4 separate regions of the Sus scrofa genome follow, and all the other regions are linked to region 1. Evidence: chromatin contacts called from public Hi-C and HiChIP or PLAC-seq data. All regions are on one chromosome and are shown on one strand. The core of a region is the stretch at or near the end of the contact, and the rest is flanking DNA. Distances in the headings are between cores, read along the strand shown.

Region 1 (4,264 bases), core at 1,150-3,649:
CCCAGGCAGTCTGAATCCAGAGAGCTCTTGCTCTTAAGCACTAATTCACACTAATTTTTTTAAATTTTATTTTCGTCTTTTTAGGGCTGCACCCACAGTATATCGAAGTTCCCAGGCTAGGGGTCGTCGTTGGCCACCACCACAGCCACAGCAATGCAGGATCTGAGCCACATCTGTGACCTACGCTGCAGCTCATAGCAACAAAGGATCCTTAACCCACTGAGTGAGGCCAGGGATCAAACCTGTATCCTGGTGAGTACTAGTCGGGTTTTTATCCCACTGAGCCACAAGGGAAACTCCCAATTCACCCTATACAGTAAGCTTTTATCAGCCCCAGTGCCTAGCTCACAATGCCATTCAATAGCTTATCAAAAATTTTTTGATCTGCAGTTCCTGTCATGGCTCAATGGTTAATGAATCTGACTGGCACCCATGAGAACGCAGGTTTGATTCCTGGCCTTGCTCAGTGGGTTAAGGATCCAGCGCTGCCATGAGCCTTGGCGTAGGTCATGGTGGCGGCTCAGATCCTGCGTCGCTGTGGCTATGGTGTAGGCCGGCAGATACAGCTCTGATTCAATCCCTAGCCTGGGAACCTTCATGTGCTACCAGTGTTGTCCTAAAAAGCAAAAAAAAAAAAAAAAAAAAAAAAAAAGATCTAATTAGTATCTTGAAATTTCATTGACTTGGGGGCTATTGGTGACCAGTGACTCGGTCTTATTAATCTGAATCAAGTGCCTGGTGGTATATCTAATGGTGACCAATTTCAGAATCATAATTACTGTTCCATTTTGTCTCGATCTTTAAGGCATACAAGGACCAGTTTCTAAGGGAGACCAAAAAAAACGTGATTACTTACTAAAGCCGAGGAGATGTGTTTTTGTGAAACTCCCAGCTCATATTTTCATTGTGAAGTAAGGGAGATGGACTGGGTGGGCCCTCTCTCCAGTTTTTTAGCAGACTCTGATTCTGGGAAACAGAATGGAATTAAAAAGAGCCTCTGCTTCTCTGTCAGAAGACACCATGTTGAGTCTCAGCTCCCCAACTCCAGATTTCCTGTTCTGTAAAACTTGATTCATCCATTAATTTTTTTTTTTTTGAGTGTCTGAGGGTCGAGGATTCAGCCATGAACAAGAAAGACATGGCCCCTGCCTACCCAGTTAAGAAAGGCAGATGAGAAGTTCCCGTCGTGTCACAGTGGTTAACAAATCTGACCAGAGCCATGAGGTTGTGGGTTCGATCCCTGGCCTTGCTCAGTGGGTTAAGGATCCAGTGTTGCCCTGAGCTGTGGTGTAGGTCACAGACACGGCTCAGATCTGGCGTGTCTGTGGCTGTGGTGTAGGCCGGCAGCTGTAGCTCCAATTGGACCCCTAGCCTGGGAACCTCTATATGCCGTGGGTGTGGCCCTGAAAAGCAAAAAGAAAAAAAAGAAAGAAAAGCAGTTGACGTTTATATTGTGGGATTGTTCTAATGAAGCGACTAGAGTGGGCCAAGTATTAAGTATATGTTCAAGTCTCATACAGAATCAAAATATGATGATCTTAACAGGATTCCAATTTTTGCCAAATCCAATGACAGAAAAAAAGTTACCCGTCTTGCTATATTTGGGCAAAGCCTGATCGTGTCAACCTTGCATGCAGCTCTCTGGACTCTCCCCCCCTTTCCCTGTAAAGGAAGCATGGGATCATCAATGATATGATCCTGGGGATACCAGTACCGCCTGGGTGCTGAGGCCAGGTCCCTAGCCCACTCTGGCAGGCCTCCAGTCAAAAGCCATTAGGCTGGGAGTCCGGACACCTGGGCTTTCCAGATCTCAAGTTGTCTGCGCGATTCCAAAGGACCTTGCGCTGCTCAGCCTTCAGTTTCCTCATTTGTGAAAGGCAGGCTACCTCTAGGAGAAAGCCATCTCCCACCGCTTTTGTGAAATATGCATGGGATCACTTAGCATCGGGCCGGGCTCAGGGAGGCCAAACGCCAGAGGGCTGGTGAGGGTCCCCTAAGGTTCCATCTGGAGCCGGACCACTCAGCCGGGCTGAGTGGGGCTGGCAAAAGCAGCGGGGACCAGGCGGCCCAGTCTTGGCCCCTCATCCCAGCCCTTGTTTGGTGGCTCTGGGTGAGGTCACTGGGGCGGCCCTACTGGCTGTTCTGCATTGGAGGGGGGGAGTGGGGTTCTGGACCGTCTCAGACGGCCCTGGGGAGCTTCTAGATTGACCGAGTAGACGGAGCCCACAAGTGCCAGGGACCATGGCATCCGTGCCCAGAAAGCTGGGCGCCGCTGCGGGGGGGTGGGGGTCACGTGACGGGCGCGGGGGCGGGCGGGGGCGGGGTCTGGCGCGCGCGCGGCTCCGCGGGTGACAGGGCGGGCGGGAAGGGGCGGGGCCGCCGGGGGGGGAGGCGGGCGGGCGGGAGGGGAGGAGTGGAGATGGCGGCGGCGGCGGCGGCTCAGGGGGGCGGGGGCGGGGAGCCCCGGGGAGCCGATGGGGTCGGCCCTGGGGTCCCGGGGGAAGTGGAGATAGTAAAGGGGCAGCCGTTCGACGTGGGCCCGCGCTACACGCAGCTGCAATACATCGGCGAGGGCGCGTACGGCATGGTCAGGTGAGGGGCGTTCCAGGGGAGGGGGCGTCTTAGAGGAGGGCGATCCCAGGGAGGGGTGCTGAGAGCTCTCTAAGGCCTTGGGGTCTCTGAGCATCGTGAAGCCGCAGGGGCTTCGGGAGGCTGGAGAGCGCCCCAGGGAGAGGGCCTTGGAGTGCTTTCTGGGGGAGGGGGCGCTGCCTACGATCTAAGAAGAGGGGGGCTTGGGGGGTTTTGAGGGGAACCTTCTCTAATGAAGGGAAGGGCCTCTAGGTGGGGGAGCTGTGGGGACCTTGGGCAGTCTATAGCCACAGGGCGAAGAGAAGAGAATAAGTCTTCTGGGGGAGGTCATATCCTTGGTGAAAACGGCAGGAAGGACCCTTCCCAGGGAAAGGGCGCCTGGGATCTGCCCCCCGGGAGTCGAATCTAGGAGTTTGGGAGAGAAGAGCAGAGCTCAGGGCTGGACAGGGTGGGGCAGGGCTTTGGGCCTGGGGCCAGGGACCCAGTGAGCAATGAGGGGGTCCCGGAGTGCCTTCTTGCAACTTTCAGGAGGGCTCTGTGAGTTCTCCCAGCCCCACTGGGGGCCCTGGGCCTTTGTTCATCAGGGATTAGCTCTGCTGCCCGGGAACCTCCCCCTGACACCCGCCCCTGCTGCATCCCTTCTCTCCCATCCCTCCTTCTTCCTGGATTCGCCTCCCTGTATGTCCCTCACACCTCCCGCCCCTGGCCCTGTCTTGGGTAGAGGGAGCCCATCCGGGGAAGGGGAGGATGAGGGGTGAGGGCCACTAGAATGGAAAGGGTTGAGGAGAAGGGAAGTCAGCGATCGGTCAGTCCCTTCCTCTGTTTGTGAAGTCACTGAAGGGCTGCCTGGCTGGTCCCCAGCTTTCTCCCTGGAGATCCCAGGCCTTCACAGCAGGAAGGAACCAGCATTGTTTATGACTGGCTCTGGCCAGTCTCTCCTGCTCCCTCCCCTCCCTGCCAAGGCCTGGGTGGGGCCCGCCGCCGGGCCTGGACTCCCCCCGCTTGGTAAGGCCACACCACCAACATCTCTCCGGCCCTCTCAGCTCAGCTTACGACCATGTGCGCAAGACTCGAGTGGCCATCAAGAAAATCAGCCCTTTTGAGCATCAGACCTACTGCCAGCGGACCTTGCGAGAGATCCAGATCTTGCTACGCTTCCGCCACGAGAACGTCATTGGCATCCGAGACATTCTGCGGGCACCCACCCTGGAAGCCATGAGGGATGTGTATCCTTCACCTTGGCCAGACGGCTGGCCGGGCACAGCTTCAGAGCTGGGCTGGGAGAATGTTGGCTTGCTTTCTGTTTCCTTCTTCCCTACCACCCTTCCAGACAACCCCAGTTCAACAGACTTTCCAGCAGAAAGAGGCCACAAGGTGTACGAGGACCGGCCAGGCCGTGTGGCCTTGGGCAAGTCTGTTCTCTAAGCTCTGCCCCAGGAGGGGGCTGGGGAAGATGGTGTCTATGGGAGCTTTGTCTTGTGACATCTGCCGTCCTGTGACGTGACCCAGCCTCTGCCCACAGTCAGTTCTTTTGTTTAACAGAGGGCGATTCTTTCTTGCCTGGGTCCTCGGACTCGAAGGAAGAAAAGTGCCCCCTTTTTGAGGGCCTACTATGAGTCTGGGTGCATTGTGCACCGAGTGCGTCGACATTTCTTAATCTGACCCCCAGCTGCCC
Region 2 (4,264 bases), core at 499-2,998, 230 kb before region 1:
TGGGTTTTAACAACCTCTATAACAGATGAGGAAACCGAAGCTCAGAACAAGTTTCAGAACTCCAAGACTAGTTTTCCCCAGCGCGCAGTCCTGGTCCCCCGGGGCCTGACTGTCCCAGTCTCAGTCACCACCCCTCACTGTCCCAGAACTCAGAGACCCTGCCTTTCGCTGCCCAAGGTCCATCTCTGAGGAGGGAGCTTGCTCATGAAGGAGGATGGATGGATGGATGGTGAAAACGACCGTCTGGAAAGCCGACCCCAGGAGCCCGCACCCAGGCACTGCCTGAAGGAGGCCTGCAGTGGCCACATCCCACTTCTTTGGTGCCCTTTCAGTCTGGGGTCCAGAGGCAGCAGCACCAGGCGAGGACAGGCTGTGGGTTGGGTCTGGGCAAGTCTTGGCTGGCCACAAGCAAATACAACATATCAGGGAGCTGGGGCCTTGGGATTTCTCGCCTTCCTCTTCTCTCGCAGGGGAGCATGCCCTAAAGACTGGTTAGCCTGGGGTTAAGGCCAGAGTTTCTGGAGTTAGACTTAGGATGAAATTCCATCTCGGCCGCCTAAGAGCTGTGTGATCTTCAACAGATTACATGTCCTCTCTGAGCTTTTGCTGTTACAGCTATAAAACAGAGCTAATGATCCCTAACCCCCAGAACTACTGGGAGAATTAAATGAAATAACAAGTCCCTGCTTGACACAAAGTAAGCACACAATAGATGACTGCCGTTATCACTATCTTTATGGGTTCCAATTTTCTACAAGAGAAATCAGTGCAAGGAAGAGCCTTCCCAAGATCTTACAACTCCTACCAAGTGGCAGAGCTGGGCATGGAATTTACAACCCCTGGCTCTTCTGTTTGTGTCCCTTCCTCTACTGGAAGCTCTGACTGGCAACGGGATGAAGGCAGTTCAGGCAAATCTCCCCAAACCTCAGACGCCTGCTCAGACCCACGGTCAGCGTTCCCTCCCCTTCTCCTTGGCCTATAGACCCTACACACTCAGATGGCTCCAACCGTAGGGACAGTTCCAAAACAACGAGAAGAAGCCAGGAGATGCAAGAGTCATGGAGCACAGGGGAACTGAGCCAAGAGGTGCAGAGACCGATCTCCAGGCAGAGGCCACCTCAGCTCACAACTGCCCACCCAACCCTCTGCACCACAGGCAGACCCAGCCCCCTTCAGGCCCGCTGACCCTGTGGCTCCTGAGCTGGTGACTCAGTTTCTCTTCTGCCAAGCGGGACTCAGACACATTTTCCCAGTGCACCTGCTTCTTGGCTCAGTGGTGCTATTTCCCGAAGGCCGGGTGGTGGAGGGTGCAGGCTCCGCTCCAGGCTCGGACCCTCCGGAGCCGGTGATCAATCCACTCCGACCCGACCCCCTTCACCCTGGACACCCTCTACCCGCCCATTCCCCGGGGCCGCAGCCCTGTCTGCCGCACTCTGCGGGGCCGGGCGCCCCTCCTGCCTCGAGCCCCCCGCGCCCGCCTCCACCCAGGGCTCCCCGCAGGCGCCGGGCCCGAGTCGCGGAGAGGGAAGAGGGACTTGAAGAGGGGGGTTCCGGTTCCGGTCCCACCTGCATCTCGGTCCCTGCGGTTAGCTCCGGCGGCGGCGGCGGCGGCGGCGGCGGCGGCTCCCGCTCCCTGCCCCCCGCCCCCCTCCGCGACGGGCTCCCAGTCCGGTTCTGCGCAGGCGCCGGGACCCCTTTTTTCCCCGTCACCGAAGGAAGAGACCATAGAGAAGAGCGGGGAGAGGGAAGGGCACCTTCGCGCTCACTTCCGCCATCCTCCCACTCTCGGCCACCCTTCCAGGGCTCCGAGGGTGTGACTCTCGGCGGGCTCAGTGACTTCTCCAGCTGTGCCTAAAAGGGATCGCAGAAGCAACCCGAGGAAGGGGTTGATTCCCACAAGAGCGCCCTCTGAAGGACAAGTCGGGACAAAGGGGAACAGTCAACCGTAGACAAGGCACCTTAGGGGAATAGAGTCCCGAGGCCCTGACGGAGGCTAGAGGAGCCGCCGGTACCGGAAACCAGCGAGTTGACGCTGTTTGAAGCGCCCATTGCAGCCTAGAGCGCCTGGTCTGGCTGCAGAGGGATTCGCGGACACCGCCCCTAAGGAGCTGGGGGAGGAAAGATGCAGGTGACCTTGGTGAGGCCCCGTGGAGAGGCAGAGTCTGAACTTACGACCTTGCCTCTCTGAGGAAAAGTCCTGGAGGTTCTAGGAGGTTCCGTCTCTGAGCTGGGGGATGAAGATGGGCGCAGGAATAATGAGGTCCGTTTGGGGTGTGCCGGTGGGACATCAGGAGGCAGGTGGACCTATAGGCTGGAGCTCAGGAGAGACATTAAGGCCAAATATAGAAACGGAGACTCATTAAGGTGTAGTAAAGGGCTGTTGAAATCATGAGCACGATGAAATCCTAGTCAAGTCACAGTGACCTAGCTTCAGCTGGCCTAAGCAATAAAGGAGTCTCTTGGCTCTAGCCATTGGGTCAAGCTTCTTCAACAGCTGAATGAAAGCGCCAAAAGAAGAGTTTCCGCTGTGGCTCGGTGGTAACGAACCACCAACTAGTATCCATGAGGACGTGGGTTCGATCCTTGCCCCTGCTCCGTAGGTTTAGGATCCAGCATTGCTACGAACTGCGGTGTAGATCGCAGGCGGCTGGGACCTGGTAGTGGCGTAGGCAGGTAACTGTAGCTCTGATTCAACCCCTAGCTTGGGAACTTACATATGCCTGGACAACATACATCTTCAGAGGTGGCTCGGATTTGATCCCTGGCCGGGGAACTTACATATGCCAGAGAATGCAGCCAAAGAAGGAAAAAATAAGTAAATAAAAATGCTGGAGTTCCTATTGTGGCTAGGAATCCGAGTAGTATCCATGAGGATTCGAGTTCCATGCCTGGCCTCCATCAGTGGGTTAAGTATCCACCGTTGCCGAGAGCTGTGGTGTAGATTGCAGATGCCACTCGGATCCGGAGTTGCTGAGGCTGTGGTGTGGGCTGGCAGCTGCAGCTCTGATTTGACCCCTAACCCGGGAACTTTCTTATGCCTCGGGTGCAGCCCTAAAAAGGACAAATGACAACAAAAAAGAAAAAAAGAAAGGATAATTGAAGGAGGGAAGTTTGGGGAAGGTGAGATGGCTGGGATCCAGCACCCTGGTTAAGGCACAGTATTAATAAGAAAGGGAGAAACACGTCTTCCTGCTTAGGAAAGGGCTGGGGGAGTGGGGTGGGGAGGGACCTGTGATAAGCAGGATGCTTTCAGCTGCAAGTAATAGGCCATTTAAGGTAGTTTAAAAGAGGAGGCGTTTATTGACTTGCAGAATTTAAAAGGCAGAGATACAATGACATTAGGCATGGCTGGAGGAGAGGCTTACAGTGTCCACCTGAACTTGCTCTCAGTTTCTCAGCTCTGCTTTGCTCTGGACTTTCTTCTCAGGCAGATCGGCTCCTCATAGGCAGCAAGACAGCCACCTGGCTGGTTCCCAGCTGGTTAGGGTTAGAGTTCCAAGCTTACGTCCTACCAGCCTCCTAATCCTAGCAGAAAAAGAGCATAGCTTTCCCAGTAATTTCAGCAGGTATGACAGGGCTGTGTCTCATCAGCTGAGCTTGGGTCACCTAAAGCCTGTTTTTTTTTTTTGTTTGTTTGGTTTTTTTGGCTTTTTAGGGCCACACGTGCGGCATGTGGAGATTCCCAGGCTAGGGGTCTAATCAGAGCTACAGCTGCTGGCCTATGCCACAGCCACAGCAATGCCAGCTCCCAGCCGCATCTGTGACCCACACCACAGCTCATGGCAACGCCGGATCCTTAACCCACTGAGCAAGGCCAGGGATCAAACCTGCAACCTCATGGTTCCTAGTCGGGTTCGTTAACAGCTGAGCCACGACAGGAACTCCGCCTATCTCTTGTATAATAAAGAATTTGTCTGGTCTTTGTCCCAGGTTCCTGGCCCAGAGCTTTTCACATACTTGAAATTTCCCGAGTGACTGAAGTGTCTGTTAGCCACGAGCCCCTCTGAGCACACCTGAGTTTTTGCTGATGCGGTGACTAATGGCAAGTCCTTCAGATGGGAGCTGATCAGCAGAGAAGCCAATTTTGTGATTACAGAGTTGGGATTTTGAGCCCGTTTGCCCTCCAGGGAGGAAGGGGGCTTTAATTGAGCTCAATCACATTGCAGTGATTTGATCAATCCCACTTAAGTGATGAAACTGCAATAAAAACTTTGGACTCTGAAGCCCCTCAGTGGCGCTTCCTGGTTGGTGAAGACACTGATAT
Region 3 (4,264 bases), core at 857-3,356, 210 kb after region 1:
CTTGCTATATAAGCTGCAGCATAGGTCACAGATGTGGCTTGGATGTAGGCCGGCAGCTGCAGCTCCAATTTGACCCCTAGTCTGGGAACTTCCATATGTGGCAGGCTCAGCCCTAAAAAGGAAAAAAAAAAAAGAGAGAGAGAGAGAGAGATTTGATCTAGAAGACCGTGGAAGTGGAGGGCAGCCTTGGGTGACCTCAGGACCTAGTGCTGGGGACTCTGGGCTCAGGGTGGAGGTTAGGGTCTCAAGGCTGGGAGATCTCAGTGCCCTCAGCTGAGAGCTCTCTACTTCATTTCACCCCCACCTCAAGTCCTCTCGGACACTCACCAGACCTCCACTCAATGAGGCTGTAGAGGTCGCTGCTTGGGACAGCCGGCTGCCCTTTTTCTCCTCATTCCTGGTAGGAGTGGATGTCATCCCCCTGGGGACAGTTGGAGCCCATGTTAGGCTGCGAAACCAGCCTCCTTCTGCCAAACCCAACCCACCACTCTCGCCCAAGGCCTTAGAGGACTGTGTCAGTTTCTCTCTGAAGCGGGGGGGGGGGGGGGGGGGGGGGGGGTTGGAGTTCCCGTCGTGGCTCAGTGTTTAAGGAATCTGACTAGGAACCATGAGGTTGCAGGTTCGATCCCTGGCCTCGCTCAGTGGGTTAAGGATTGGGAGTTGCCGTGAGCTGTGGTGTAGGTTGCAGACGCAGCTCGGATCTGGCGTTGCTGTGGGTGTGGTGTAGGCCGGCAGCTGTAGCTCCACTTCGACCCCTAGCCGGGGAACCTCCATATGCCGCGGGAGCGGCCCTGGAGAAGGCAAAAAGACCAAAAAAAAAAAAAAAAAAAAAAAAAAAATCGCTGCCTTAAATCTTCCTGGGGGAGGGAGTGGGACACCCACACGCCCGCCCCCTCTCCCCTGCCTCCACTCGGCCCGGCGAGAGCCTCGCTTTCCTTCTTCCCATCCAAGGCCCTTCTTAAGACAAGGCAGCCCACTTGCCACCCCCGACCTGGCAGATGGGTCGAAATCTTGGGCTCCTGGGCAGAAGAGGGGACAGGGAGGTCTAAAAAGCCCTTTTAGGGGCCGTGGGAGCGGGGAGTTGGGGGAGAAGTTTGGAAAAAGGGGAACCCAGGGCGGCTCCGCTACCCCTTACTACGAAAACTTTGGCATATGCAAAGGTTCCGCAGCGCCGTTGCCAGGAGACTAGGGATTCTAGAACCACAGGGGTAAGGGCATTTTCCTAGCTTGTCGCATTCGCAACTCCTCCGCTCCCTGCTAGGTCCCTCTTAGGGGTCAGTGACTCTAGCGCTAGAATCTAGAGAGACCTGGGAAGATGACACAGAGTGGAGCCTGCGACCTAATCCTCCCACCACTAGGGGCACGCGAAAAGCAGCCCCCCCCCAGGTCGCCCTTCGGGCCCTCTGGCTGTCATCTCGTTGCCTGGATCCTGCAAGAGCTAATGAGGGTGGAGAGAGGGGGGCGGGGAAGGAAAATGTGGACTGTACCAAATAACCTGACCTCTTGGGGGTGCAAAAACGCGAGAGAGCGGAATCTTCTCCCCTTATCTTTGTCTCCAGGAAGTCATACCCTGCACAGAAAGGAACGTAGAGACATTTATCTAGGCCTCCTTCTCTTTTGGCCTCTCCTTTTCAATTCCCTTTTTTGCTCGACGACTATGTTTCTTTTTCCCCTCTCCTCCCTCTGTGCTTTGGTACAAGCCGATGGTAAGGGGCGGAGGGAAGACAAGGAAGCCAGCAGGTCTTAAAGGGGCCGCAGCCATTTCAAAAGCCTCTTCTTCCTTTCTCCAATTTTGCAAGGTAGAACGCAGTAGAGTAGGTTCCGGAAGCCCAGCACAGCTGGAGCAGCAGAGGCCGCAGCTGGAGGCAGGAAGAGGCGAGCGTCTGCCCTGAGGAAGGGCAGGGTGTTCGCTCCCGGCTCACAGCTGGGTTAGCCCATGCTACGGTCGACATTGAGCTTTAACATCTGGGACCCGGCTGGGGCAGCAGAGACCTGCGCGCAGTGGGCGCGGCCGATGCGCCAGGCTGGAGGGTGAGCGTCGCGCCGGGGCTGGGACAGAGTTGGCACCTCCGGATAAGGCCCAGAGCGGCCAGGGGGCCTCCGCGATGCCAAGCGAAAATATCTTCCTGTTTGTGCCTAACCTTATTGGTGAGTGCTGTCCGCGGCTCCGGGCCGAACGGGAGGGCCAGGGGTCTTGGGCAGGCTTCCTGATCTGCCCTGTCTCTCCCTCGTCCCGTCCCAAGGTTATGCCCGGATTGTCTTCGCCATCATTTCTTTCTACTTCATGCCCTGCTGCCCCTTCACGGCCTCCTCCTTCTACCTGCTCAGCGGACTTCTGGACGCTTTTGATGGACACGCTGCTCGAGTCCTTAATCAAGGTGACAGATACCTCCTCCCAGCCAGCCTCGAGGCCCAACAACCCTCTGCCCCCTTTTCCTGCTTCCTCAGGTACTCAGGAGCTCTGTCATTCCCATCTCTGTAGAAAGCAGAGCAGAGTGGCCCGCTTTTGTAGCGGAAGGGATTTAAGCTCGCAGTTGAGAAGCACTCTTTGAGAGGAGGGGTGTGGGATGGCAAGACTGGGCGTGGCAAGTGGCAGTGCTGCCGGCCTCTCCGAAGGATTAAAACATCCATTCAACAGATGTTTATGTTTATTGGTATCTCCTGTGTGGCAGGCACCAGCCAGAATGATTCCAGAAGGTGGGTTTGGAAGGCAGATGGAGAGGGAAGAGGGATAGTTTCTGGAGGGTTGTCTACTTTTTGAATCTGTTCACTTCCAAGACTTCCCTAAGATTTCAAGTCTTCTTGTCTGGAGACCTGGACCCTGGATTCTGGGGTTGATGAGCTCTAGAGCTAGCCTCCCCACTTCTGCTTTGTTCTCTCTGCATTCCCATGTGTTCTGTTTTGTGGCACGGTGACCCTGGCCCTTTGGTCCAGGCAGAACAGTCTCCTCGCCTCCCCAGGCAGTGGATGCACCGTCACCCTTAGACTCTGCATCTGAATGATCCACCAGATACGGCCCCTGTCATCCATCCACCGCCTCCTCCACAGCTCTTTGCCACCTAATAGCCACCATTTTTCAGGGACCCGGTTTGGGGCCATGCTGGACATGTTGACAGACCGCTGCTCCACCATGTGTCTGCTGGTCAACCTGGCCCTGCTGTACCCTCGAGCCACCCTTCTCTTCCAGCTCAGCATGAGCTTGGATGTGGCCAGCCACTGGCTGCACCTTCACAGGTCTGTCATTCTGGGCGTGATGACCGGGTGGGGAGGGCTGAGGTCATATGGCGGTGGGGGCAGTGTCTTCAGGCTTCTCGGGAGATCTCCTTTTTAGCTCTGCTTTGCCGAACGACCTTGGGCAAATCTCTGAATCAGCTTCAGTCCTGTTTTACAGCTGGATTCAGTAATTCCTGCAACTTTTCTGGCTGGTTATTCAAGGATTCCACAGAGCAAACATCCCTTGGGCTGGAGTTCCTGTTGTGGCTCAGAAGGTTAAGGACCTGACACATTCTGTGTGAGGATGTGGGTTCGATCCCTGGTCTCACTCAGTGGGTTAAGGATCCTGCGTTGCCACAAGCTGTGGCGTAGGTCCCTGTGACTTGGATCCAGTGTTGCTAATGGCTGTGGCGTTGACCACACTCGACCCCTAGCCTGGGAACATCCACATGCCCCAGGGGCAGCCATAAAAAGAAAAATAAATAAATCCCTTGGGAAGGGGCACGGGGCTTTTGAGTCCTGATTCTTCCCCTAGCTAGGTGGCGTTGGGCAGGACAGTGGTCTTCAGCTGTGCCCAGTCCCTCCTCTGTTCAACGAGGCATCCTGACACCTGCCTCCTGGGGGTTGGCTTTCAATGTAATGAACGCTCATGGATTTCCCCCTACTTTCTTTCTCCCCCAAGTTCTGTGGTCCGAGGCAGTGAAAGTCACAAGATGATTGACCTGTCGGGAAATCCAGTGCTTCGCATCTACTACACCTCCAGGGTGAGCCTTCGCTGTTTACCCCGCTTAGCTTAGGCCAGTCCTGGGCTCCGCGCTGGGTCCAGGGTAGGATTGATGAGAAGGGCCTGTGTGAATGGCTCCGGGTAGCAAGTGGACCTGTGGCCCCGGGTGTGTCCAGGAAGGTAGAGCTGAGTGGCTGGAGGGAAAAGGGAGGGAGGAGGAAGCCAGAGAGGTCTGCGGAACCAGCTTGCGAAAGGCCTTAGGGGGACTTGCTGTGGGTGTGGTGGATTCATTGATCCCTGGCCTGGTGCAGCCAAAAAAAAAACACA
Region 4 (4,264 bases), core at 1,062-3,561, 160 kb after region 1:
CCTCAAACAGTTAGAGACAGAAGGGATCTCAGGTGTGTATGTTGTTGCTAGAGTCGAGGGTCCTAGTTTGAGTTAGTGAGGGTTTCAGCTGAATCTCTGTGGATCCTCCATTTCTGACAATGCCTTCCGGCCAAAGACCACCAGGAGCGCACTTGTGGTTGAACAAGGGAGACAGCATAGCACGGGGCATGCAGCCTGGGCACCTCTGTAAGCACATACTAGAAAGGACTTATTTCAGGATTGGGGCTTGTGTTGGGTGATTTTCTAGTAGGATTCAAAAAAGGGGAGATTTGCTCTAGGTTGGATGCTGCCAGGAAGTAGGGATAATTCTTTTTCTTTTTCCTTGTTTTGCCTTCTAAGGGCCACATCTGCAGCACATGGAAGTACCCAGGCTAGGGGTTGAATCAGACCTGCAGCAGCCAGCCTACACCACAGTTACAGCAATGCCAGATAAAAGCCTCATTTGTGACTTAGGCCGAAGCTCACAGCAACACTAGATCTTTGGAGTTTCCGTCATGGCTCAGTGGAAACAAATCTGACTAGCATCCATGAGGACGCAGTTTCAATCCCTGGCCTCGCTCAGTGGGTTAAGGATCCGGCAGTGCTGTGAGCTGTGGTGTAGGTCACAGATACAGCTTGGATCTGGCGTGGCTATGGCTGTGGCATAGGCCAGCAGCTAGAGTTCTGATACGACCCCTAGCCTGGGAGTTTCTGAATGCCACAGGTGTGGCCCTAAAAAGACAAAAAAAAAAAAAAGAGAGAAAGAAAGAAAGAAAGAAAAAAGAAGAAGAGAAGAAAACACCGGATCTTTAACCCACTGAGCAAGGCCAGGGATCAAACCAGCATCCTCAGGGATACAGTTTGGGTTCTTAACTCACTGAGCCACAATGGGAGCTCCTTCTTTTTGGTTATCTTAATAATTCTTATCTAGAAGTTAGGAGGAATGGATCAGGGCTAAAGCTGGACTTGGTAAAGAAGCAGCCGTCACTCAGACTGTGATGGAAAAGGTCACCATTGGTCATTTTTGTGGTCTGGACAATGTTCCTGTTTTCGTGTTCAATTATGATTATGGAACAGTCTTTCAATTCATCAGAGAGGAGTTTTTTCTGAAGCTGGTGTCCTATAAAATTGTTTATGCTCAACAGGGCAACATCATAGCCTAGCTTATAGTGTCAGGCCCCCTCATAGCAACAGAGGCTTCTGAAGGAATAGTGAAAACTGGGTCCCAGTTGTCATGAGCTGCTTTTCTCTTTCTCACCAGCTACACTTGAAAAATCAGAATTGACAATATTGCCCTTTGGGTAAAACATGGGCTCTCCAGGCTAACACAGGCCCTGTTACTCCCTAATACCTTGTAACTGGTTCATTCCACTCATTTACATTCCTACCTAGCCCCTGCCATTTACATTTGCACACGTCACTCAGCAGAAAAGAAACCAAACAAGCCCAGAGAGAAGTAACACTGCCGGTGAACTGATGGCCAGGCAGAACTACAGCTTCATGCTTCATTTTCCCTCCAGCAGATTCTCCTGCTAGACATTCAGATCGACTGTTAAATGTCCCAGGTATCAGCCTCTCAACAGAATGCAGATGAGATCAGATTCAAACACTTCTCGCCACACTTTACCAGCAACGTTTTCCTAGCTTATTTCTTTCTTCCAAGGTTGGGTGTCTCACGACATAGGCTGGGATTCTAAAACCCTTGTCCAGGTTGCTCTAGCCACCCCTGACCTTCTTTCTGCCTGTTAAATATGCCAAGTGTGTCTGGTTTACGGGTCTTTGTATTTGCCCCGGGCTCTTCTTGGAACTCTCTGCCCTCCGCCTCCACATAGGCGTCTCTTCTGAGCTTCAGCTCAGTATCACTTCCTCAGAGAAGCGCTCGTCAACGGACGACCTCATCTATTCACATCCTGCATGCCCTACCTAGCATTACTGCCACCTCCTCTGGGAGGCCACCTCCGTCTGGCCTCCCTTAAGAGCTCCCCTTGGGGCTTTCGTTCGCAGCTGTCAAATGCGCGGGGCCGGGAGGCGGGAAACTGTGCCCCAACCCCTTGCCTCTCTGGGCCCCTTCCCCTTCACGCCCATGAAGCACCCTGAGAGTGGAGATACGCGAAGGGGGCAGTGTTTTCCACACAGGCAGGTGGCCAAGAGCCCTACTTCGAGTCTCCCGGACAGGCGACCTGAACACACCTCACGCGGCGCCCCGCCCTCCCGCAGCCCGCGCTCGACTCCCTCTGCCAGCCCACCGCCACCACGCATGCTCCTCCCTCCCGGCCGCGCGAGGTCGGGGGCGGGACCTTGACGCGCCTGCGCAGTTCTCGCCCGGCTTCCGGGCGGTTCCGGCGCGATGATCCAGAGGGCCAGTGTCACTAAGTAGCGGCGGGGCTTAGGGGCGTGCGGGCCCAGCGGTCCGGCCCAAGGGCTCGGGTCCCGGGGTCTCTGGGAGCGGCCGGAGGGTGCGGAGACAACCAAGGATCGTCGCCCGCCGCCGCCACCAGGCATGTCGGCCGAGGCGTCTGGCCCCGCAGCGGCGGAGGCCCAGTCCCTGGAAGTTCCTAAGCCCGCGGGTCTCGAGCCTGGCTCCGCCGCCTACGGTCTCAAGCCCCTGACCCCGAACAGCAAGTATGTGAAACTAAACGTGGGCGGTTCGCTGCACTACACCACGCTGCGCACCCTCACGGGACAGGACACCATGCTCAAGGCCATGTTCAGCGGCCGCGCGGAGGTGCTCACTGACGCCGGAGGTACGCGAGCCGCCCTTGCTTACTGTCCTGCCTCCTCCAGATCCCCGTCTCCCTTTTCTCCCAGTCTTTCTTCGCCCAGTCTTCTCACGCCCCTTCTCTCTTGCCGTCCAGTCAACTCATTCTCACTTCTTCCATCCCCTACATCCCATGGCACCTCCCTTTTCTCATTCTTCATCCCCTTCCTCCCTCGGTCTTTACACCCAGCAGTAGTAACCAGCAAATTCTCAACATGTTAGGACCAAATTTTCATTACTGCTCCCCACGGACTCTTCCACTCTTTCCTCCTCAGCTCAAAAGACTCGGGAAGCAGCCCTGGTGCCAACAGCACCCTTCCAGGCAACCTTCATCAGTTTCTTCTACCTCAGCACTGCCAGCAACCACCCCCGAGAGTTGGAGGACCTAACACAGGTCCCTACACTCTAGAAATCTATCTGTAAATAACAGACTGTCAGAGGAGAGGGCTGCTTTGGGTTTGCCAGGGACGCCAGAGTGGAGAGTGGACAGTTCTCTCTGGCAGGCGAACCTTACCTTCTCAAAGTGTGTCGCAGTCAGGTTCGGGCTCCATATGCTCAAGGGGAACCTTAAAAGTCCAGGGAGGGGGATTCAGAAGAGGTTAACAAGGATTGTGAGAGCAGGAAAATTGAAATTGGGGAGGCAGAGCTCAGTCTTCAAATATCTGCAGGTGAAGAGTTTATTGTTCAATGAATATTGGCAAAATGCCAGTTAGTGTAGGAGATAGTTTGGTAAATGAATCTGATTAAGATGAGCCTTATGGAGTTTTCTTTTTTGTGGGGGTAGGGAGAGACAATAAGCAAGTAAACATACCAAAACGAAGACAGAAACATGTAATTCCAGATGGCAATGAGGTCTATGAAGAATACAAAGGTTAAAATGGTAGTGGAGAGTGGGGTAGCATTCTTTTTTTTGTCTTTTCAGGGCCGCACCTGTGGCATATGGAGGTTCCCAGGCTAGGGGTCCAGTCAGAGCTATAACTGCCCGCCGGCACCACAGCCTCAGCAATGCAGGATCCAAACCAAGTTTTTGACCTACACCACAGCTCACAGCAACGCCAGATCCTTAACCCACTGATCGAGGCCAGGGATCGAACTGGAGTCCTCATGATACTAGCCTGGTTCGTTAGCTACTGAGCCACGACGGGAACTCCCCCCCCCCTTTTTTTTTTGGTCTTTATAGAGCTGCAGGTGCAGCATATGGAAGTTCCAGGTTGGGTCGAATTGAAGCCGTAGTTGCTGGCCACAGCCACAGCCACAACCATAGCACTGCAGGATCTGAGCCATGTCTTCGACCTACACCACAGCTTAGGGCAACACTGGATCCTTGACCCACTGAGTGAGGCCAGGGATCAAACCCGAGTCCTCATGCATACCAGCTGGGTTGTTACCACTGCGCCACAACAGGAACTCCCTGGGGTAGCATTCTAATTCAATAGGATGATCAGAAGTAACACGAGGTAGAGGTTTATTGATACGGTAATCCGGAGGAACTTTCTCTTGGTGAGA

The links. Hi-C and Micro-C count contacts between places; a contact is called where the count stands out from the background. HiChIP or PLAC-seq counts read pairs in DNA pulled down with a chosen protein or histone mark.
Region 2: an H3K27ac HiChIP or PLAC-seq map of alveolar macrophages shows a contact between it and region 1. The contact joins the promoter of SH2B1 here to the promoter of MAPK3 in region 1.
Region 3: a contact with region 1 is called in a Hi-C map of heart right ventricle, with 4 times the contacts expected there. The contact joins the promoter of CDIPT here to the promoter of MAPK3 in region 1. A contact is called at or near these places in 2 of 47 Hi-C or Micro-C datasets (embryonic fibroblasts and heart right ventricle) and 1 of 2 datasets of contacts at active chromatin or transcription factors (alveolar macrophages).
Region 4: an H3K27ac HiChIP or PLAC-seq map of alveolar macrophages shows a contact between it and region 1. The contact joins the promoter of KCTD13 here to the promoter of MAPK3 in region 1. A contact is called at or near these places in 1 of 47 Hi-C or Micro-C datasets (heart right ventricle) and 1 of 2 datasets of contacts at active chromatin or transcription factors (alveolar macrophages).

The regions. Positions count from the first base shown.
Region 1 is chr3:18,297,545-18,301,808 of Sscrofa11.1, reverse strand. It overlaps MAPK3 (mitogen-activated protein kinase 3), which reads left to right and starts at 2,399. Exons shown (of 9, transcript XM_021088019.1): 1 at 2,399-2,592; 2 at 3,633-3,815. The coding sequence starts at 2,420.
Region 2 is chr3:18,530,766-18,535,029 of Sscrofa11.1, reverse strand. It overlaps SH2B1 (SH2B adapter protein 1), which reads right to left and starts at 1,748. Exons shown (of 11, transcript XM_003124516.4): 1 at 1,567-1,748. The coding sequence starts at 1,726. It overlaps LOC100516669 (a long non-coding RNA gene), which reads left to right and starts at 1,801. Exons shown (of 2, transcript XR_115809.4): 1 at 1,801-2,137; 2 at 3,931-4,253.
Region 3 is chr3:18,089,275-18,093,538 of Sscrofa11.1, reverse strand. It overlaps CDIPT (CDP-diacylglycerol--inositol 3-phosphatidyltransferase), which reads left to right and starts at 2,106. Exons shown (of 6, transcript NM_001167642.1): 1 at 2,106-2,148; 2 at 2,244-2,378; 3 at 3,081-3,234; 4 at 3,896-3,977. The coding sequence starts at 2,106. LOC100622642 (putative protein T-ENOL) reads right to left here and starts at 1,572. Exons shown (of 6, transcript XM_021086430.1): 1 at 1,501-1,572; 2 at 328-421. The coding sequence starts at 417.
Region 4 is chr3:18,139,636-18,143,899 of Sscrofa11.1, reverse strand. KCTD13 (BTB/POZ domain-containing adapter for CUL3-mediated RhoA degradation protein 1) reads left to right here and starts at 2,311. Exons shown (of 6, transcript XM_021086431.1): 1 at 2,311-2,744. The coding sequence starts at 2,501.